Regions from separate parts of the Sus scrofa genome. Here region 2 is linked to region 1. Evidence: chromatin contacts called from public Hi-C data. All regions are on one chromosome and are shown on one strand. Each heading gives the region's core, a stretch centred on a gene start, on an enhancer-like site or on the middle of the called end of the contact. The rest is flanking DNA. Distances are from core to core; before and after follow the strand shown.

Evidence for each region. A called contact is a pair of places that touch in the nucleus more often than the background predicts.
Region 2: a contact with region 1 is called in a Hi-C map of fetal liver, with 2.3 times the contacts expected there. The contact joins the enhancer-like site here to the promoter of NARS in region 1. A contact is called at or near these places in 1 of 5 promoter capture datasets (fetal liver) and 4 of 47 Hi-C or Micro-C datasets (embryonic fibroblasts, fetal heart ventricle, fetal liver and 1 more).

What each region holds. Positions count from the first base shown.
Region 1 is chr1:106,930,234-106,937,266 of Sscrofa11.1, reverse strand. It overlaps NARS (asparagine--tRNA ligase, cytoplasmic), which reads left to right and starts at 4,162. Exons shown (of 16, transcript XM_003121455.6): 1 at 4,162-4,361.
Region 2 is chr1:107,142,951-107,149,983 of Sscrofa11.1, reverse strand. The region is part of intron 4 of ANKDD1A (ankyrin repeat and death domain-containing protein 1A); the gene reads left to right. Among named protein-coding and RNA genes, the nearest start is that of ANKDD1A, 39 kb to the left of the region's middle. Within about 2 kb of position 4,458, at least 8 of the 83 cell types and tissues checked have an H3K27ac peak or open chromatin away from gene starts, as enhancers often do. A contact at or near this core is called in fetal liver, where this site is marked.

The sequences.
Region 1 (7,033 bases), core at 2,913-5,412:
AAAAAAAAAAAATCATGGAAAAAGAGATACTGTGGTTATCAGAGGTGGGCAGGGGAGAGGAATTGGATCAAGGAGGTCAAAAGGCACGAGCTTCCAGTTACAGGATAAAGAAGAACTAGGGATGCATGGTGACTATGGTTAACACTGCTGTGTAAGTTGAGAGCATAAATCCTAAGAATTCTCATCACAAGGGGAAAAATTATTTTTCACTTATGTTATATCCATATGACACTATGGACGTTATCTAAACTTACTGCAGTAATCAGTAAGTCAAATATATGTCATTATACTGTACACTTTAAACCTGCTGTACATCTGGAGTTCCCGCTGTGGCGAAGAGGGCTAAAATCCAACTGCAGCAGCTTGGGTTGCTGCTGAGGCATGGAGTGTGATCCCCAGCCCAGAGCAGTGGGATAAAGGATTAGGTGTTAGCCACAGCTGTGGCTCAAACTGGACCCCTGACTTGGTCAGGAACTTCCATGTGCCTTGGATTCGGGCATTTAAAAAAAAAAAAAAAAAAAAAAAACAGAAACAAAAATTTGCTGTACACAGTACTCTATGTCAATTACATCTCAAAATATTGGGGGAAGGAGATACACATACAGCAAAAGACCACATGAAAAGATGCTCAAATCATTAGTCACCAGAGAAATGCTTGAGGAAGCATTAAAAATGGGCATGAAAAAACTTTTTTGGGTGATGATTATGTTTAATATCTTGATTGTGGTGATGGTTTAATAGAGATATAACATATGTTAAAACATAGTGAATTGCACATTTTAAATACGTGCAATTTGTATATCTTTTATACCTCAAAAGAAGCTGTTTTAAAGCAAAAAGCAAGAAAGTGGGAAGACTTAAAAATGAATTATTTCTTCACTCTTTGAACATTTTTTAAAAGTTCTGAGCCATATGAATATATATTATCTACTTCAAGAATTAAGTAACAAAAATAGAAATAATATTTAAGCCAGAAAAAGGGTAGTATGTGTTGATATTCTTCCTGCTTGTAAGTTACAAATCCTCTCAAAGGACTTCCCTAGCCCACAAATTCATTAGATCAGCAATCCTTAGCTCTTTACTTTGCCCTCTTGGGTGACTGGGAATCCAATGACATGGTGGCTTTTTGTTCATGGTTATAGACTGAGAGCAGTGTTTTGTTAGGCCACTCACATACACACATGTTTTCTTTGACCTCAGAATCTAACATCTTAAGGTCATGATAAATAAGTGGGAACGCCAATGAAGTGTGAGAGAATGTTCCAGATTCAGAGACCAGTACAGATTTGCTTCTATGCTATCCTATCAATTTCAGCTAAGTAATTATTACCTCCGGAGTAAGATGCATAGGAAAAAAATAACTCATAGTTTTTAAATTATCAAAAATTTGGCCTCAGAACTGAATCAAATTATAATATAGCTGTTTACAATAAATATAAAAGGAAGAGAAATTCTAACATGAAGAGAAATCCAAACCTCCCGACCAAATACGGTGGTTAAAAAACCAGGGTGCTCCTGCCAAATTCAGGATATAGGTCACTCACTCCAGATAACCTATTTAGGATCTCCAGTTGGAAAGACTGTCAATGTTCCTTTGGCCCCTGATGCTGTTAAAAAAACAGTAGTCCTTCTCAAGGTATTGTCACAAGCCCAAGAATGTTTCTGTTTCTTCCCGCCAGGGGATTCAAGATATTAGATCTGGATTGTGAAGCCAAAGTGAGAGGGTTCCAGAGCCTACCATTTCTCATCATGAATCAATTCTCTCAAGTGTTAACAATCAACCTTTAGATTAGAGGTCAATTTGCCAAATGAGAATCATCTTGCAGGGTCATTACAAAATGGGTGCTGAGCCAAGCTTCATAATGAGTAAGCCAGCCTATGGAGTCCTATACAGGGTTTCTCGTTACCACCCACTTGGGAACTCTCACCTACCTTCAGATTCCTCATTTAAATTTTGTGTGACCAACATAAACGTGCATCATTAGTGAAGAGTTTAACAGAGGTGACACTAAGGACTCTTTCTAAAGGTATATTTATGGTTCAACTTTTTGGGAAACTTGCCTCAGGATTCCATCACTGCCAACATCTTGAGTAAATGTGAACCTAGAAGAGCTCTTTTCAATTTATTGGGTTTGTCCAAGACCAGACTGTTTCTTAGGATTTTGTGGCTTGGGGTGAAAATACTTTCATGATCTGCTCCAACAACAACAAAAACAAACAAAAACAAAATACACACACAACCATAAACCAAGAAATCCACTGGGCCTCTGAGATCCCCAGAGACCCCACAGGAGCCTCAACTCCTGCTAAACTAATACCATGATTGCTCTTCAAAATAACCTGGGGGAGTTCTCCCTCATTGCTTTCAGAGAACACAATCCCTTGTGTTCTGAAAGCTTCCCACTCCCCCCTCCATTTGACTCTACCTTCAACTTTCAAGACCATTTGACTCTACCTTCAACTTTCAAGACTATCTCAAATCCCACATTGTACCCAGGTCAATTCAAAGAAAGGAGTCCAGGCTGATACGAATTGTGCATTTAGAAAGCTTGAGAGCATACAGCCTGGTGAGCCTACGGGGGGGGGTTGGGGTGGATCCTAAGAGCAAAAGAAGTCAGGGAGGGTTGCCAGCTGGAGAATGAGAGTTTATGTTTCCAACTGTTCGCCCTGGCTGGAGTATAGAGATTAGACTGGAGAAATAAGGAGGACTGAGAAGACAGGAGGAAGGATACAACAGCTGAGCCCTGAACAACTCAGGGGTTAGGGCACAAATCCTCACGCAGCCGAAAATCAGATTATAACTTTATAACTGACCATCGGTGGAATCAACCAACTGCAGATCCTGTACTACTGCACTAGGTATTTACTGGGGAAAAACCCACCCATCAATTCAAATTTGTGTTGTTCAAGGGTCAGCTGTGGTTACATTGTACCAGAAGGTAAGGACAGGTGCTGAGCCTGGAAAGTTTGAGAGTTTTGAAGGAGGGCCATCAGAGCTCCTATTCAACAGCGTGAAGCAAGAGATGGGTCATTTCTTGAGAGAGTTGGGGCAGTGGAAAAGATCTGCAGAGTCTGAGATACTTTGAAAACTGGCCAGAATTCATTAGGAGTGGGGTATGGGTCCGTCCCACCAGCATCCCTCAGCAGTTTGAAGGCCTGAGATTTGATTTAAGCAGGATCATGGAACAAAAGAACAATGATTAACTAGCAATACTATTTACATCCTAATTCAGAAAGTTCACTAGATGCCAAGCACACACTAGGCATTTCTGTATCTCACATTAACCTCCAAAGGCAGCCTTTCCAGAATATTATCATCACTTTACAGTTGAAAAACCTGTGGCTCAGAGAGATTAAGGAACCCGAGCAGAGTCACTGAGGCAGAAAGAGCCCTGTGTCCTAGGATATCTGGCTTCAGTGCCCCATTAGTCACCCGCCTTCAAGAAAAATGAAGGACACTTTATAGTGTCCTTCATTTTAACTTTTCAGGAAGAGATTAAAGACAAAGCTAGCAGTTTACAAACACGAAAGAGCCTGGGGGCCGCCAAAATAAATTAACGAGCAAACCTAAATGCTTAAATTTAACTCTACAAGCAAAAAGTTACATTTCCAGTTTTCTAAGTTAATAGTGTCACTGTAATGATAATTCCCACTTTTTGTTTGCAGTGTCAAATCGATTTTAAACATTACTGAGATTTTCTCAAACATTACTGAGATTTTCTTCGATTGCTTGACCGCTTCGCTATCTAGGCAAACACTAAGCTTCCCCTCCCCACACCCCAGCCCCCGTTCCCGGCCCTGGGTTGGGGAAAAGTGTCCTAGAAACGCTTACAGTGATTTTTGCCTCTTCTCTCTTCGAAACGTCTTGAGGAGCAAATAACTTTAGTGCATAAAAAAGCGCTAAAGAAGCCTGCGCGCTTGCTCCAAGATAACGCACGGAAAGCTGTGCTCAAACAAGCCTGAGATCCAGCCTCCCTTACTCACAGGGGAGGTGCCGCGCAGAACCGGAAATGTTAAGACCACGTGTGGAAAGGCAAAAGTGCCTGGAGACAACATGGCAACACGGAAGTTGCGGGCCTTGGGCCCCAGCCAGCGGCCCGCTACGGTGGCCCGCGGGGGCCATAACAGGGTTAGGACCGTGATTCGCTTCTGGCTCCCGGTGGAGCGGAGGAGGCTTCTACCCAGAGACTAGAACAACCCTGATGGGCGGGGGCGAAATATCGAGGACCGCAAGAAGAGGGCGCCCCAGCTGGGCGGTCTGAGGAGGAGAGAAAAACAATACCATTCACTGCATGCATTCATTCACTATAAGCACCGACAAATTTCAATTTGTTCTTGGAAGTGACTGTTTCCACGATGCTGTAAGTAAAGTTCTGCTTCCGGAAGGAGGTTGGACTAAACTGTCTGCCCAACAGATAATTAGCAAACGCTTACTGAGTGCAAGCTGTGCTGAGTGCCCTGGAAGGATGCCAGCATGGCATCTTACCTACATTCTGGTAGTGACATGTACGGGCCAGGGACCAGACACAGGGGGCAGGGGCAAGTTCAGTACGGGCTGTGGGTAGATGAGGAGCAAACCACTCTAGGAAAGAGGTTGACTGCTTTGTTTTTATTACTGGGGGTAGAAACTGCAGGAGGCAGGCAGAGGGTCTTGTCTGCAGTTGCCCTGGAGCTGTCGTCCCTTCTCTCACTTCCATTTCATGTGGTCTTCACTGGTGTTAGGAGAGTTTGTCCTTCCTTTGGGCAAAGAACGGTAAAGATTGGAGTTCCCGTAGTGGCGCAGTGGTTAACGAATCCGACTAGGAATTCGTTGCGGGTTGCGGGTTCTGTCCCTGCCCTTGCTCAGTGGGTTAACGATCCGGTGTTGCCTTGAGCTGTGGTGTAGGTTGCAGACGCGGCTCGGATCCCGCGTTGCTGTGGCTCTGGCGTAGGGTGGCGGCTACAGCTCCGATTCAACCCCTAGCCTGGGAACCTCCATAAGCTGTGGGAGCGGCCCAGAGAAATAGCAAAAAGACAAAAAACAAAACAAAACAAAACCAAAAAAAAAAAAACAGTAAAGATTTCTGCCTTCTGGCTTCAGTGTGGGTCATAGACATTTCAAGTGCTTCACAGAAATGAAAATACCTGGAGAACTGTTTGAAACCAAAAAACACACAAAATAATCATAATAATATACATTCCACTGTGTGAGAGATTGCATCAAACATTGTCTGACACCTTGCAGTGTGTTTTAACTGCCTCCCAATAGGCTATTCAGCTCCTCTTTTAAGCCAGCTGCTTCTGAGTAACGGGGCTTTTATCGGTCACTACTGTCCTGATAAAGCTGTGTAACAAAATGTTCCAAAACTCAGAGGCAACACAACAATCATTTATTCTCACTGGTCTATCTAGGAGTCAGCTGATCTGGACCAAGTTCAGGTGGGTTTAGTTCCAAGATGTAGACTGGATCCAGGTCACACTTCTATCACCTTCCTTGGACCAGTAAACTCTTCTCCTGATAATGGCAGGGGCAAGAAAACACACTCAACTGTACAAGCACATTTTTAAAAAATTTTTTTCCTTTAAATTTTTAAAAAATTTTTAATTATTATTTTTATTTTTATATAAATGCAATAAATTCATTGAGTAATAAAATTAAAAAATAAAAAATAAATTTAAAAAATACAAGCACACTTTAAACCTTCGCTTTTGTCAGCTTAAAAACTATGGATGACTTACAAGTTGAAAGTTGTTTTACTGGGGACAAAATGAAGACTACAGCCCAGGAGGCAGCATTTCAGATAACTTTGAAATTCTGCTCCAAAGAAGTAGGAGGGAGTGTCAGTACACATGTGATTTTGGAGGGGAAGTACATGCAGCCACACACACACATTTTATATAAGTTAGCTGCTAGCCTTGTGGAGGTTACTGCTAGTTACCAGGAGCAGATGTCACCATGAAGTCTTTTCTAGATATGAGATGTAAGAATTGGGCTCATAAAATCCTCTCCTGAAAATATTTAACTGTCGAAGACCTGTTCTGCCAGTTCTCCCAGAGCACAGAATGCCTCACTCCTGATCTCCACCCTGGAGACTTTCAGGGGGTGTTGAGGGTTGGCAGCCTGCAGTGACTCATGATTCAGTCTGTGTCGAGGCAGGTGGCAAGTACCAATCTCCACTTCACACTTTCATCACATCTGCCCATCTCCCACAGTCAGAAAAAATCCACACAGCCAAGCCCAACATGATTTAAGCAGGGAAGTACATTTTTCCCACACAGGAAAAGGACACACATGTGATTATTTTAAGCAGTAATCTAACTTGACGCAAAGCCCATGGTTACACAGTGAACACCACAGACATTTCTTTCATTGAAAATGTGTTCCCTGATTATAGCAGATGTTATGTACTGTGGAGATGGGCACGGCATTCTGTAAGTCCACAGATGCTGGTGCTACAGGCAAAAGGGGCACATCCTTAGGTGGACAATGCCTCTACAATTGAGAGGCATATTGCTGCCTCCTCCAGGGAGCAAATGTAATCTGCCAGCTACCAGCTGGCCACCTGGTCCCCCCCAAAGATTAGTATCTTAATCTTTGGTCCTCAAAGTTGGCTTCTGCTGCTGTCAGCCTGGGTCTTCAGCGGTGGTAGTCAGCCAGCCAGATCAGCCTCAATGAAGGGCAGTCCATGCAGCTGAACCCACGCATAGCCACCATCCCATTGCTAAATGGTCTCTTGGACCAAGAAGCTCTGGGAGGTCTGGGGGGGCAAGGCCAACCTTCACGGTTTACAAACACCTCCTCCGTACCTAATGCCTTCTAATGGGCATTTACAGGAGCAAGACGTCTTCACATTCTGTGCCTGTCCAGAGGAGTCCACCCACATACTTCCCCTGCCCAGACTGCACCTAATCTCCAGTCTTATTCTCCTCCAAGTCCCTGACCAATGGGTCAACCTTTTAGCCAGTGTCCATCAGCCCCTCAGGTCATCTCTATTCATGGAGGAAGCAGAAAATCATCCATCCATCAATGTTGTAGCAACTGAGATTTCCCTTT
Region 2 (7,033 bases), core at 3,209-5,708, 210 kb before region 1:
ACCACAGCCACAGCAACTTGGGATCTGAGCCACATCTGTGACCTACACCACAACTCATAGCCATGCCAGATCCTTAACCCACTGAGCAAGGCCAAGGATCAAACCTGCATCCGCATGGATCCTAGTCAGGTTCGTTAACCGCTGAGCCATGAAGGGAACGCCTTAAAAGATTATTCTTAAAAAGCGAAATGAAACAAATAAACCTGTGCCTGTTGAGTTGATAGTATAACCACACAGAGAGGAACTATTCCAAGTGACAGTAGTGTGACTATACAGTTGTCCCTTGGTATTGGCGACAGATTGGTTCCAGGACCCCTGATACCAAAATCTGCAGATGTTCAAGTTCTTTAGATAGAGTGGCAAGTTTTGCATATAGCCTATGCATATCCTCCTATATACCTTAAATTATTTCTAGATTACTTATAGTACCTAATACAATGTAATGCTATGTAACTAGTTGCTGGTATGTGGCAAATTCATATTCCTTTCCCCAAATATTTTCCATGTGGTGTTGATGGACTCCTGGATGGATGTGGATCCTGCAGATACCAAGGGCTGACTGTATGCCCCTAGTGGGATATAACCAAACCAGGAGACAAACTTTAAAAACACTTAAACAGTTTTCAGGAATCATATTATTGGTTATTGTGTTGAAATTATTATTCTAAAACTCTTGTGAGTTGGTTACAGGGTAAAGTGAATGAGGAATTATGTTGGATTTCCAACATGAGAGAAAGAAAATACAGATGTAATTTTGATCATGTTAGGTAAAACCCTGTCGTCTTTAATTTGAGTTGATACTCAGTCATGAGTTGGAACTTGCAATGATCAGAAAATGAACAAATGAGCAAATATTTCCTAGCTCTATCCACTGAGAAGTTTTTTTTTTTTTTTAGGGCCACACCTGAGGCATAGGGAAGTTCCCAGGCTAGGGTTTGAATTGGAGCTGCAGCTGCTGGCCTACAACCACAGCCACAGCAATGTGGGATCTGAGCCACATCCATGACCTACACCACAGCTCACAACCATGCTACATCCCTGACCCACTGATCAAGGCCAGGGATCGAACCCACATCCTCATGGAGACTATGTCAGGTCCTTAACCCTCTCAGCCATACTGGGAACTCCTATAATCCCTATGTTTACCAATTTATTATGAACGAATATAACCCAGGAACAGCCAGAGGGAAGGGGTGCACAGGGCAAGTATGGGGAGGGTGTGGAGCTTCTGTGTCCACTCTGGGGAATTGCTGTCTCAGAATTGCCACCTGTTCACCAACCTGGAAGCTCTCTGAACTCCTTCTTTTGGATTTTTATGGAGGCTTCATTATGTAGGAATTATTGAATAAATAATTGATCATTGGTGACTGATTCAACCTCCAACCCCTCTCCCCTCCCCAGAGGTTGGGGTTGTGGGGGGTGAAAGAGGACTGAAAGTTCTGTCTAATTAGTATTTGTTCCCCAGGCAACCAGCCCCCATCCTAGGTCACCTAGAGGCTTCCCAAATCACTGGTTAACATAACAAAAGTCACCTTTCTCTCCTCCTCTCTGTACAAGTTTTGGAGGGTTTTGGAGCCCTGTTCCAGGATTGGGGTCAGAGACCAAATGTATGTTTCTTATTCTAAATCACAATATCACACTGGTTTAAAAAGTGGATTTAGGGAGTTCCCTTTGTGGCTCAGTGGTTAACGAACCCAACTAGGATCCATGAGGTTGCGGGTTCGATCCCTGGCCTTGCTCAGTGGGTTAAAGATCCTGCATTGCTGTGAGCTGTGGTGTAGGTTGCAGTTGCAGCTCCGATCCCTTGTTGCTGTGGCTGTGGTTGTGGCTGGCAGCTGTAGCTCCAATTCGACTCCTAGCCTAGGAACCTCCATACGCCGCAAGTGCGGCCCTAAAAAGCAACCCCCCCCCCAAAAAAAAAACCAGAAAAAGAATCTGGTGTTGCCATGAGCTGTGGTGTAGGTTGCAGATGCACGGCTTGGATCCTGTGTTGCTGTGGCTGTGGCATAGGCCAGCAGCTGCACTAGCCTGGGAACTTCCATATGCCACATATTTGGCCCTAAAACAAGTAAAAAAAATAAATAAAAAGTGGATTTAGGAAATCATCATTGGCTACTAACATCACACAAAAAGAGGTAAGACGTTGTGTACTTTCTGATGGAAATACACACCACTTCTATTTATGAAAGGAACCTCTCCAAAACTCTAAACCTTTTGAATCATCTGCCAGTTTATAGGAAACACGGGAGGCAGCAGAACATGTTAAAAGACATCAAAGAGAAGTCGTCAGCAAAATATAGACTGTGGGAGTCTCTACAGTATAAATAAATTGTGACAAGGAGGGAGGGAAGGAGAGAGAGAGAGGAAGAGAAAGAGAGGAGTGAAATGTTAAGAGACAAATCAGCCAAATTCAATGTGCAGAGCTTATTGGAATTCTGGTTCAAATACACTGTAGTACAAGTACATACACACGTGACAATTGGGGAAGTTTGAACACTAAGTAGTTGATTATGTGAAGGAATTACTGTTAATTTTTAGGTGTGCATTTTGGTTATGTTTTTATTTTTATTATGTCTTTTTCTTTGCTTTTTAGGGCCAAACTCATGGCATATGGAGGTTCCCAGGCTAGGGGTCTAATCGGAGCTACAGCTGCTGGCCTACGCCACAACCGCAGCAACATAGGATCCGAGCTGCATCTGCGACCTACACCACAGCTCACAGCAACACGGGATCCTTAACCCACTGAGCAAGGCCAGGGATCGAACCTGTAACCTCATGGTTCCTAGTCGGATTTGGTTCTGATGTGCCACAACGGGAACTCCTTTTGGTTATGTTTTTAAATGAGGTTTTGACTCAGAGAGATACAGACTGACATTTATGGATACAATGATATCTATGAATTTGCTTCAAAATAATTCAAGAGGAGGAGGAAGTTGGCCATGGATTGGCTTTTTTTGTTTGTTTTTTTTTGGTGTTTTTTTTGGCCACCCCTCCAGAGCAGATGGAAGCTCCCCAGTTAGGGACTGAATCAGAGCTGCCGTTGCAGTCTATGCTGCAGCTGCATCAATGCTGGATCTTTTAACCCCCTGTGCCAGGCCGGGGGTTGAACTCATGCCTCTGTAGCAACCTGAGCCGCTGTAGTTGGATTCTTATCCCCCTGAACCACAACGAGGACTCGACTCCTCTCCCCTTTTTTCCCATGGATTGTTAATTATTGAAGCTGGATGATAGGTATGTGGGGTTCATTATATTATTTATTCTATCTTGGTGTATATTTGGAATTTTCCATAGTAAATTTTTTTTTTTTTAACAAAACTCACATCTCTTAGGTAAGATAAATATGGCAAAATACTAAAATGTGGCATTATTCTTTCCATTTTTGTGTAGGTTTGAATTTTTCTAAAAATATTAGGAGAAAAAACATCATTTTTTGTCTTGATCCTTTTGCCCCAGCTGGAGCCTCGCAGTCCAGACCTTGGGCCCCCAGGGGCCCTTCTGAGCAGTCCTTTGGGCCTGGGAGATGTTCTGTGGTCACAGGCTACCACTTGGAGCAGCCTCCAGACCCAGCCAAGTCAGAGATAGGAATAGGATCCAGGGGTTTCTGAACTCCTTCCAAGTGTTACCTGGGGCACCTGGAACTTCTGGAGCCTTCACATTAAGGCTCCTGTCAACTTGGGAGAGTCCGGTGCCATTGAGACTTGCCCTCCACCATCCTTCTCACTCTCCCTCCCTCCCTGTGATTTAATGGTGAACAAAAGTGCTTAAAGGGAAGTGGAGGAGGTAGATAACAAGCAAGTGAACAAATATGCACATGGCATGTTCAAAAGTATTGAGCTATGAGTCTTTACAGCTCCTCTGAAGAGAGAGACTGACTACTTGCCGGCACTCTGTAGGGATGCTGGGGCAGTGGAAGAGATCCCGGCGGCAGGAGAGGTGAGCAGGCAAAATTGTTCTATATGAAAAACGAGGCTGGGCAGAGGACATTTGGGTGTTACAAAGAGTCTGGTTAGGAGAAAAGGCAGAGGAGAAGTGGGAGCCCTACTGGAATGAATGGACCTTGGGGGAAGGAAATCCTGAAATGAGCTTTGCAGGAAGTTTTGCTGAATTCCTTGCTTCCCTGAATCCCTTGCCACTCGTGTATTAGCTTGAGGTGATTTCAAACTAGTTTATGACTTACGTGCAGTTGTTTTTATCTATTTATGTCATGGACAAAACAAAATTAAACAAAAACCCCAACGTTGTCTTTAGAAGTAAAGTTGCTTTGATATGAGAGTGAAGTAAGCTGTGTCAGGATGTCATCATTTCATCTGCTGCTGTTGATAAACACTTAGTAGCTCAGCTGCCGAGGGGCCCCATGGGGGTTTACAGATAAGAATGTGGAGTAGCAGCTATGGCAGAGGCACATTTAGACTATAAATACCTAGAGTTTCCGCTGGGGAAAGCCACCCCTTGCTGATCTAGCTCTCCAAAGACGCTGGAGCTTTAGCTCCTGCTGTGGTAAAGGCTACTCCTCTATGGGCCATGGTGACAGACCATGCAGCCTAGAACATCTGCCTGCCAGTCAACACACACACCATAGTTGCCTAGCAACGTGCTTTAGCAACAGGTTACTTTTATTTTTGCGTTGGTAGCTGGATGTAGCTCTCCATTGGCAAAGCTCTCTCTCTGGAGAAACCAAAACTGGTGACAAAGGTACACCTCAGCTATATTTGGGGTACACCTCAGCTGTATTTGGACTTTAGTCTCTTCACCTGCCTTTGCCTGGAACACTAGTGTAATTAATCTATCATTTATTTAAAGGATGTTATTTCTTCATTAGCTTAAGAGACATTATCCTATAGGCTAATAGCATGTGAAATTATTATAATTCCTATAGTGAACTTGCCGTAAATAAACTGTTGACAAAGACGGTATCATTTGCATTGTTTTTCAGGGCTTTGGAACGGGCCAGCATTTCTTTTGAGTATGAAATGACAGGGCGATGGGCTCTGAGTAGGAATAGGTAGTCTCAGTGTTGCATTTGTGTCCCAGTATTACAAATTATGACCACTTTCTGGAGGAAAAGGCTGCTGTGAGAGGGACAATGAGGGTTGGGGTGGCAAAATTAACCCTGGAAAATTGGCACTGAGGTCATTCTTGAAAAATGACGATGTGCTAACCATGGAAAGGGGGTGTGGAAGAATTGCCCAAGCAAAAGGGAATAGCTAGTGCAAAGGCCCTGAAGCAGGACAGAGGAAATTTCGTTCTGCTGAAGGAGCTTTCACAAGTTTAATTTTATTGTTTTTTTTCCTCTCCGAGAATTAAAAAAAGAAGACATTTGAAATAGTGTGCATCATTACTAGGTTACCAAGTTAAAAGGCTAAAATGATATGTAGAGCTCATAAACAACTATTATTGGCATTGTTTTTCCACAGTCAAACTAAGTTTTCCATCTGTTTTTCCTCACTTTGATATTTCCTCATTATTTTTAAATTTTCATTTTTTTGCTTTTCAGGGCTGCACTTGCAGCATATGGATGTTCCCAGACTAGGGGTGGAACCAGAGCTGCAGCTGCTGGCCTACACCACAACAATAGCAATGCAAGACGCAAGCCACATCTGCAACCTACACCATAGCTCACAGCAACGCCAGATCTTCAACCCACTAATCAAGGCAGGGATTGAACCTGCATACTCATGGATCCTAGATGGGTTTGTTATCCCTGACCTATGACAGAAATTCCCCCTCATTATTTTTAATCAGTGATAAGGCCAGTCACTTCCCTCTGTCTCACACACAAACAGGTCCTGAGGCTGTCCCACACACCCCCACACCAAGCCCCAGCTCTGCACTCTCAGGCCCTCTCTCCATCCTTGTCAGTCCTGGTTGTCTCTGAATTACATATCCTTTTTGTTGCTCAACCCTACAGTCCCTGATGCCAAAGGAATGGGGGCAGCTTGTGTGAATACTGTCAGCTTTGAGAATGACCTTGGAACACGTGTGTGTGTGTGTGTGTGTGTGTGTGTGTGTGTGTGTGTGTATTGGGGGGGCAGCTTTGTGTGAGGTGGGGACTGGAGATGCAGTGGGAAAGTGGGCTCTGCATCCTTTTAGGGACAAGAGAAAAACAGAGCCAAGACTTGGCTTCCCCCAAATATCCCCCTCCAAATACCCCAAAGGTAGAACAGTGCAAACACCCAAAGCTCAGGGGCCTTGTCCAAAGCGACCCACTGGATTTTTGCATCTTACTATCCTGCTCATATAAACATGGTGGTATTAAGAAAAATGCATTTTTTTCCCACTTCTTCAGGCATCATGTAAAATTGAAGTTCTGATTGCAGTTTCCTGTGCCCCTCATCTCCCACTGTGTTCCCCAGGGTGTGGGTACCCTTGAGAGGCCCAGGACAGGGCATCTCAGAAAGAGGAGCAGGCAGTGTGCACTGCAGTCCTGGGCTTCTCTGAGGACAGAATGCCAACGAAGCCCCCCAGACTTCCTGTGAGTAGCTCTGGGGGCTCCGAGAGGGACATACCCACCACTGTGAAGTGATAAGGGCCATCATGGACTGTGTGCTGAAACTGGCTCATGCCCATTCCCTGGTAGGAGGGTGTACATAAGCCAGCCCTGCCCTCAATGACAGTGTCTGTATTAGCTTAGGGCCCAAGGACACTGGCTTTGGAGACACATGTGCTGGGTTTGAATTGGCTACTTACTGGCCGTGGGACCTTGCGCCTGTGACTCACTGTCTGTGCATTCCAGTTTTCTCCCTGGAAATGAGGTTGTTAATAGCATGGCAGGGAGGTTGGAAGCGTACATGAGATAATGCTGATAAAGGACTGACACAGTAGCTGGTACACAGCTGGTGCTCAGGAAATGACGACAGCTCAAGGAGATTAATTAGACCTGCTTGGGGAAAACAGGCATAAAAGCCTGAAAATGATTGCTTGAAATGAAGGGGTGTTGACAGCTTAGAGCAGTGGTTCTCATCTTTCGATGGGCACAGAAATCACCAGAGATCTTGTTGAAATGCAGGTTCTGATTCAGTCGGTCTGGCGTAGG